2 separate regions of the Mus musculus genome follow, and region 1 is linked to region 2. Evidence: chromatin contacts called from public Hi-C data. All regions are on one chromosome and are shown on one strand. Each heading gives the region's core, a stretch centred on a gene start, on an enhancer-like site or on the middle of the called end of the contact. The rest is flanking DNA. Distances are from core to core; before and after follow the strand shown. Region 1 overlaps Bms1 (BMS1, ribosome biogenesis factor). Region 2 holds the start of Ret (ret proto-oncogene).

Evidence for each region. Hi-C and Micro-C count contacts between places; a contact is called where the count stands out from the background.
Region 1: a Hi-C map of embryonic fibroblasts shows a contact between it and region 2, with 20 read pairs. The contact joins the enhancer-like site here to the promoter of Ret in region 2. A contact is called at or near these places in 21 of 39 promoter capture datasets (the 3T3-L1 cell line, 3T3-L1-derived adipocytes, the C10 cell line and 13 more), 2 of 15 datasets of contacts at CTCF or cohesin (the NIH/3T3 cell line and pro-B cells), 44 of 484 Hi-C or Micro-C datasets (the AML12 cell line, the BV-2 cell line, the C2C12 cell line and 33 more), 25 of 115 datasets of contacts at active chromatin or transcription factors (the HPC-7 cell line, T-cell acute lymphoblastic leukemia, VIP interneurons and 18 more) and 2 of 9 other capture datasets (adipose tissue and macrophages).

What each region holds. Positions count from the first base shown.
Region 1 is chr6:118,388,961-118,392,742 of GRCm38.p6, reverse strand. Bms1 (BMS1, ribosome biogenesis factor) reads left to right here. Exons shown (of 23, transcript NM_194339.1): 17 at 19-199; 18 at 367-425; 19 at 1,463-1,585; 20 at 3,357-3,504. Among named protein-coding and RNA genes, the nearest start is that of Bms1, 29 kb to the left of the region's middle. Within about 2 kb of position 1,777, at least 10 of the 459 cell types and tissues checked have an H3K27ac peak or open chromatin away from gene starts, as enhancers often do. A contact at or near this core is called in embryonic fibroblasts and tail fibroblasts, where this site is marked.
Region 2 is chr6:118,195,890-118,200,172 of GRCm38.p6, reverse strand. It overlaps Ret (ret proto-oncogene), which reads left to right and starts at 2,429. Exons shown (of 19, transcript NM_001080780.1): 1 at 2,429-3,112. The coding sequence starts at 3,040.

The DNA of each region.
Region 1 (3,782 bases), core at 528-3,027, 190 kb before region 2:
GAATGTTTATGTCTCCAGATGCGCATCAAGAAACATCGTTGGTATAAGAAAATCCTCAAGTCTCGAGACCCCATTATTTTTTCTGTAGGATGGAGGAGATTTCAGACCATCCCATTGTATTACATTGAAGACCACAATGGAAGACAAAGGCTTCTAAAATACACCCCACAACACATGCATTGTGGAGCAACTTTTTGGGGTAAATTGATTATAAATATTATAAGATCAATTTATACTATTCAGGCTATCCCTATAGTTTTGTTCTTTGTCTGTCTTGAAACCCAACTTAAAAGATTTGTTTCTTTGAGAAAAAGGGTTGGAGTAAAATACGTGGTTTACAATTTTTCCTTTTCTGTTTTCTTTAAGGTCCTATCACTCCACAAGGAACTGGATTTTTGGCGATACAGTCTGTCAGTGGTGTAATGGTAAATAACAGAGATGCATTCTTTATTGATTATACAGATGAACTAGAGAATATAAACTGTATTCATGAAGTTAAGTTGAAAACCAGCTATTTTTATATGTAATATTTAGTAAGTTTCTCCTTGCTTTGTATCTTCCTGCATCCTTTGCCTACCGTCTGCCCACCCTCCCCAACTCCTTCTCTTTTTCTTTCTTTCTTTTTCTGATAAGGTCTTGATATGTAGCCCAGGCTAGCTGAGACTCACAATCTTCCTGCCTCGGCCATCTGAATGTTAGCATTCCTGGTGTGCATTGCTTTGCCTGGCTTTCCTAAGTGGAGTGTGGGAATCAGGAGAGAGATAGGATTGTAATGGCACAATGGCATTGTATATTTTTGTGCCTTGTTTGGACTTATTTAAAAAATATTTAAGCAGCGTTCACTGGATACTCAATATTATACTGCATTGTGTGGGTCCCTCATAACCCTATAGACATGATGCTGTCCCTTAGTAGCACTGTGTGGACAAAGTATCTTCAGAGTTGTCTATGCCTGAACAGAACAAGCTTCATTTATTGGCTGTACCTAACATGTGAGAAAAAAGGGTGCTAAACAGACAATCCACCTGGGGTCCAAAGTCTCAGTTTTAAATTCAGTTGCACCTGAATTTGCCTTTGGTTCTGAACTGGTGATGTTCTGAGACGATTACCATGGATTCACTCTCAGGAGAAAGTCAAATTAGCAGCAGTGGCTTAGCATAATTAAAATCCTGGTTCATAGCCAGGGTGGTGGAGGCAGGGAGGCAAGAGTTCTAGGACATCCTCTGCCACATGTGGTGAGCCTAGGCTATTAAACCCTTTCTCGAGTACTAGTAAGTACCTAATATGAGTACTAGTACCTAATCTCGAGTACTAGTAAGTACCTAATACGAAAATAAATGAAATTGTGCCTTTTATAGCTAACTGTAAGGAAAAGGATTTGGGCTATTATTATAATTGTCACAGAGAATTAAAATTTTTCTTCCCCTGTTAGTCATATTTTTCAATCTTGGGTTCCTTTTAGCCTGAGTTTCGGATTGCTGCCACTGGAGTTGTCCTTGACCTGGATAAATCCATAAAAATTGTGAAGAAATTAAAACTAACTGGTTTTCCTTTTAAAATATTCAAGAATACTTCATTTATTAAGGTCTGTATATCCATGTATTCATGTTACAAATGTATACATTGTTAAAGAGTAGCAGACTCTTACTTATCTGAAGTGTTTGCAGCCAGCAGCACTTCCTGTGTGGATCCTCTTTTTGGGTTTTGTCTGTAATGGCTATTTTCAGGCTAGAGACTAAAGTCTAACTACAAGTTCATCTGTGTGGCCATTACACACTGTCCACAGGCATGAGGGCCCTGTTAGGATTCCAAGCATGCCTTTGTTTGGACTATGAATCATCAAATGGGGTTAGGTAGCAGATTTTCCTGTACTTTTAAAATAATAGATTTAAAATTTTTAGAAGAGTATTTGAAATCTTGGCATTTGATACTTTTGTTTTCTTTAAATGATTTGTCCTGTACTTAAAGGCAGAGATTCTTAGTAACTGCAGCTGTGACTTCTCCATGAGCCTGTCCTAGAGCCAACACAGATTAATCCACTGGGTTTTCTCACTACTTTAAAGCTGTGTTAGTAAGGAAAAAAAAAATCCTAAATTTTGTCCTAAGTGTTCAGTAGAAAGTAGATAAACCAGTTTGCAGCAAACAGCAAGATTTCAGTAGACTTCACACTCAGTTTCACAGTGTTCAGAGAAGATAGTTTAAAAGTTTATTTTGGGAAGGGGTCTCCATTAAAGATACATTTATAGACCATAAGGACTAGAGATGGTGCTCAGTGATAAAGTACTTGTATAAGGAGGGGAGGTACTCAGTGATAGAGTACTTGTATAAGGAGGGGAGGTACTCAGTGATAGAGTACTTGTATAAGGAGGGGAGGTACTCAGTGATAGAGCACTTGTATAAGGAGGGGAGGTACTCAGTGATAGAGTACTTGTATAAGGTGGGGAGGTACTTAGTGATAGAGACCTTGTATAAGGTGAGGAGGTACTCAGTGATAGAGTACTTTTATAAGGAGGGGAGGTACTCAGTGATAGAGTACTTGTATAAAGAGGGGAGGTACTCAGTGATAGAGTACTTGTATAAGGTGGGGAGGTACTCAGTGATAGAGTACTTGTATAAGGAGGGGAGGTACTCAGTGATAGAGTACTTGTATAAGGAGGGGAGGTACTCAGTGATAGAGCACTTGTATAAGGAGGGGAGGTACTCAGTGATAGAGTACTTGTATAAGGTGGGGAGGTACTTAGTGATAGAGACCTTGTATAAGGTGGGGAGGTACTCAGTGATAGAGTACTTTTATAAGGAGGGGAGGTACTCAGTGATAGAGTACTTGCATAAAGAGGGGAGGTACTCAGTGATAGAGTACTTGTATAAGGTGGGGAGGTACTCAGTGATAGAGTACTTGTATAAGGAGGGGAGGTACTCAGTGATAGAGTACTTGTATAAGGAGGGGAGGTACTCAGTGATAGAGTACTTGTATAAGGTGGGGAGGTACTCAGTGATAGAGTACTTGTATAAGGTGGGGAGAGGTACTCAGTGATAGAGAACTTGTATAAGGAGGGGAGGTACTTAGTGATAGAGTGCTTATAAAGCCTAGAGTTTGGTTTTCAGCTCTGCACAAAAGAAGATATCAAGGTTGTCTAGGCCACTTCACACCTGTAAATCCCTCTTCCTCTTATAATGAGCTACCAGTAATTAGCCTACTGATGAGCTCAGAGAAAGGTTTTAAATGTTAGTTAAGTGAAAATAAAGTTGAGCAGTATATTTTTTGATGTAATTTCACTGTTAGTGAGTTGGTTTTAGTTTTTTAAGCAAAGCTATAAGTAAAGCATGTCTGTGAGTTTTTATTTTGTTGCCTGTAGGGAATGTTTAATTCTGCATTGGAAGTAGCCAAATTTGAAGGTGCTGTCATTCGAACTGTCAGTGGAATAAGGGGACAGATCAAGAAAGCACTCCGGGCTCCCGAAGGAGCCTTCCGCGCTAGCTTTGAGGACAAGTTGCTAATGAGTGGTAAGGATCTTTTGTGGTTTGTTCAGGATACTGTTTTACCATTCATTATTGAGTCTAGCTGCTGCTGATTAGAGTGGGTTTTCAGAAGGCCGGGCAGCTCCATCTCTGTCCAGTTGGAATGTCCTGTACTTAGCTGGCTCACATTGTTTGTGCTGGCTGGGCTCACACCCAGATCTTTGTGATATTTAATCATAGTCAGTATCACAGTCTGTTAAGTGTTGATACTGTTTAATCAGGTAGAGGTGTCGGGGTGATTTGGAATGTGTGCATTGCTTGAG
Region 2 (4,283 bases), core at 1,180-3,679:
GTCATCAGTCAGCTTCTGTGCGCTGACGACACAAAGGGCTGGGAGAGGTAGAGCTGCATAGGTGCCAAGATCCAAACACAAGTGACATCACTCGGAGGCAGCAGCCTGCACCACAGCCTCTTGGGGGGATTCTGCTTTTTAGATTACGTACAGGTAGTGGCTTGGTGGTAGGAATCTGCCTAGCATGCTTGAAGATCTGGGTTCAATCTCTAGTATCAATTTTTTTTTAAGAAAAAAAGGAAGGAAGAAAGAGGGAAAGAAAGAGAGAGAGAAAGGAAGGAAGGAAGACAAAGTATCTCTGTGGGTGGAACTTAGCTCCTATCAGACTAGGCCCGACTCCAGGTCCTAGAGCACTTGTGACCTTGAATGGGGGAAGGTCAAGGTCAAGTTCTGGGGAACCGAGGCAAGACAGTGGTTATGACTTTACTGAGCATGTGCTTGGTGCTGGCACTGAGTTCCATCTGCGTATGTATTCCCTTTACTACAGATTAAGTCCTCTCTCTGGGAGGAAGATGTTTACAACAGGGGAAACTGAGGTTCAGAGCAAATAGATTAGGAAGCGTCAAAAAATACAAAGACAAAGAAAAGGAAAAGAAAAATAGAACCTCATGCAGACTCTCACCTTCCCCAGAGAAGAAAAAAAAAAGACAGGAGCAAAGAGTGGGGCTTCCTAGGTGACTCACAGGCTAAGAGACCTTTGAGCCTGGCCTCAAACCTGCCCTAGGTACAGGGAGACAGCCATTTCCCCTCCCCTAGAGGAAGCTCCCTCCTACCGTGCTCAGATTCTGAAAACTGAGTTAATATCTTGGGCCAGGTCAAGCAAAGTTTGGACCTTCCATGTGGTCTTCAATGGCAGCTGGTCCATGGCTTCCCTCAGATCCACTGCTGCTGTCTCTGTTCAGCTCCCGGGGCGTACACAGGGAAGGGTTTGCTATGCACTCAAGTATGTAGGGTCCATGTATCTGAACATGGTTGCATGCATGCATGCATATGCATGTCTAGGGGCTCGAGTAAAAGTCCACTCAAGATCTTCAGAGGAGAGGGAAATGTCCCGACCATGCTATCTGGACACTCAAGGCTGTGAAGGCCTGAGGAAGAGACAAGAGTGTACTCTTGCCTGGGTCCTTAAAATGGGCAGAGTTCATCCCAGTGTCGGTGAAGAAGGTATGAGAGTGAGGCTGGTTGGAAGAGTGGACCAGACCTCTTTTCTCTTTGCATTCTATTGGAAAACAGCCACAGGAACCTGTTTGTAGGGGGGAAAAAAAGAAAGAGAGAAAGAGAGAAAGAGAGAAAGAGAGAGAGCGAGAGGAAGGGAGGAAGGAAGAAAGAGAGGGAGAGAGAGAAAGAGAGAACGGAAGGAAGGAAGGAAGAGAGAGAGAGAGAGAGAGAGAGAGAGAGAGAACCTTCCTGTTCAGGTCCCTTCCTTGGACACAGGCCCAAGTGATAACTCCAGGGATCCAGTGTATTAGCACCTTGTGACTAATTCCATCCCCATAAACCCAAGGCCAGTGATCTCAAGGTGCCTCTTCTAGGTTAGAAGGCTGGTGGTCTGGATACCCACGGATCAGCAGGCAGGCTCTGAATAAGATCTCAGCTGGCCTGGTCCCAAGTCAGCCTATGTCTTGGCAGCTTCTGCTCCTGCCTGTGAGGGTGACTTCACTTTGACTTCATATCTGCAGAGTGATGTACAGAGATTGCTTATTCAACCCTGAGCTCAGTCGGGCAGGAGGGTGGGGCTCTGCATACTGAAGGAGAGGAGCAGCTGAGCCCCTCCCCAGACTCAGGTTCCAGGACCTGTTTGTTCACTCCAAGGTCCTACAGGCGTCTGTTTTTCTTTCCTTCCATTACTAGTTGCAAGCCATGCTTCAAAAAGCAGCTGGGAGTAGGGAGAGATGGGTTTTCCTCACAGGCATCTAGAGCCTGCATCCGACCTTCTATTTCCTGCCTAGAGGCTCCCATATCAAGGGTAAATATATTTAGTCATAATTTGGGGAAGGGAGAGTTCGATTCTTCTGGCAAACTTCTCTTTTCATCCTTCCCAACACCCCTGTAGCCGCTGCCCTATCAGTCAGTTCACATCCTAAGAGCTCTTCTATTTGGTGGGATAAGCGCATACAATTCCCAGCACTGCACCAGACGACAACGGTAGCAGGTCTCTTTGAAAGGTGTGCAATTAGCCAGTGTCTTGGTCCTATTGGTTGTACCGGTCCTGGGAATCACAAACAAGCCCAACAGGACCCCCAACCGTCTTCACCACATGATATGTTGTACACTGGAAGCAGGCTCTCTGTCCCTCTTTCTCTTGATCAGGGCTCCTCCCCTCTTCCCGCCTCTAACCCCAGAAGAAGCTGCAGGCTCCAAACGCGCTTCTCACTCCCGCCCCCTTGATAAATGGCGGAGGATGCTCTTCGCGTCCAGAGACTGGAGGGACATCATTCTAGACTCTGGGTCTCTGCGAGTATAGGTGACCAGTCGGCCCAGACGCCGAATCTTCTGTGTTGCTCTTTCTGGGCGGCGGGAAAGGACTAACAGAAACAGCAAGCGAGACGCACGGGGTGAGAAAGTGGCTATGCCGGCAAATGATCATGGATCCAGGTTACCTTTAGTAGACCAGCACCCGCACCACAACCCACACGCACCCAGCTCCGACCCGCGCTCATCTAGAGAGGAAATAGAGGTTCCCCTAGCAGTCGGGTGCCGCCCCACCTTGCCCCACACAGTACCTGGAGCCCCGCCCCTCCACACACACCCGCACCCCTGGTCCCGCCCCTCTCGCTGCCACTCCCTCTGCGCCCTGCCCTGCCCCAGTCCGCTCCCCGGGCGCAGGCAGCGCAGGTCTCTCATCAGTACCGCAACCGGAGCCGTGCAAGCAACAGCAGAGAGCGGCTCCGAGTCCGCAGCTGGGAGTCGCGCCCGGACGCAACGCGCCCGCAGTGCCCGCTGCGCCCGGGCTGGCATGGGGAGGCCCGGCTGAGCGCCGCACCCCACCGCCGCCGAGACCCGCCTGCTCCTCAACCGCGGCCCTCGCGCGCACGGGCGATGGCGAAAGCGACGTCCGGCGCCGCAGGGCTGGGGCTGAAGCTGATTTTGCTCCTGCCGCTGCTAGGAGAAGGTGAGTCCTACGGGCGGCTGGGACGGTAGGGGCCGGGGTGAAGTTAGCGCTGCGCGCCGAGCCGGGAAGCTGACGCGCGCAGAAGCGCGCTTACATTGGCTGTCACCGGCCGGCTGCGCGGCTGGCGGGCCTCCGGGTCTGGGAACCGGGTCGCTGCGGCTAGCTGCTGCGCTTGGGCCACCGGCTGGGCGGGGCTCGGCTCGCCTTGGGTCCGTGCGAGTTGCGAGCCGGGCAGAGTAGACTGCTCCGCCAAAGCCGCAGCTGAACATCCCAAGCTGGTCGCTTTTCCAGCCGCGGCCGGCCGTGTGCCCGAGCGAAGCGGACAGATCTTGTCGCCTTTGGGGAGCAGCTGCGAGCGGACAGGGTAGGCAGCCCTGGGAAGCCCACGACTTGAGCCAGCGCTTGGAGACTGCAGCGCCCAGATTTTCTTTTCGCGTTTCAATTCTGCACTTGCTGTAGCTCCATTCGTCTGGCTGAAGGGCGCTGAGGCAATCTTTAGTAAAGGTTATTTTTCCTGTGTGTGTTTTTGCCGCCCTGATCTTTAAAAACCTAAAAGCCTGTGGTCTCTCCCCCCCCGCCCCCCCCCCGTCCCCGCGTGTCTTCGCCGAGAGCTCTGAGCTCTGCCCCACAGTTGGGAGTCCTGTGTCACATGCTATTCCGCTGGAGCACATGAAAATGTGTCTTTTGGAGGCATAATAGGGTCCAGGGCTGACATTTAGTTACCCAGAGCTTTGGGCCCTGCCACTCGGGAGTGTGGTGATGGGCTGCCAGCATCATGGACAGCACACATAGGCGCCCCTCATTAGGTGTGGCCTTTCAAAGGCTGGTCACTGCCCTCGCTCCTATACCCTGACCAAATGAACCACAAGGATACAGGATATTGACCCGGTTGGCTGCACATTTTACTGTCCTTCAATCTACCCTAACTTGGTTCCCTCTGGAAAATATTTGTACCAAGTTTCCCTCTGATAACAGAATTGAGCCCAGGCCACCCACTCCCATTACTTACAAAAGGTTTGCAACCTTTGGAAATAGGCAAGACTGTTCATCTTGCCTCTAGCTCAGAGTCGTGTACTGGGTTCACAGACCAGCCCAGGACTGCATTTGCAGGCCTTCCAAGTACCGCAGAGAAGTATGGAGAGGGGAAAAGATAAAGACCTTATCGTTCTGG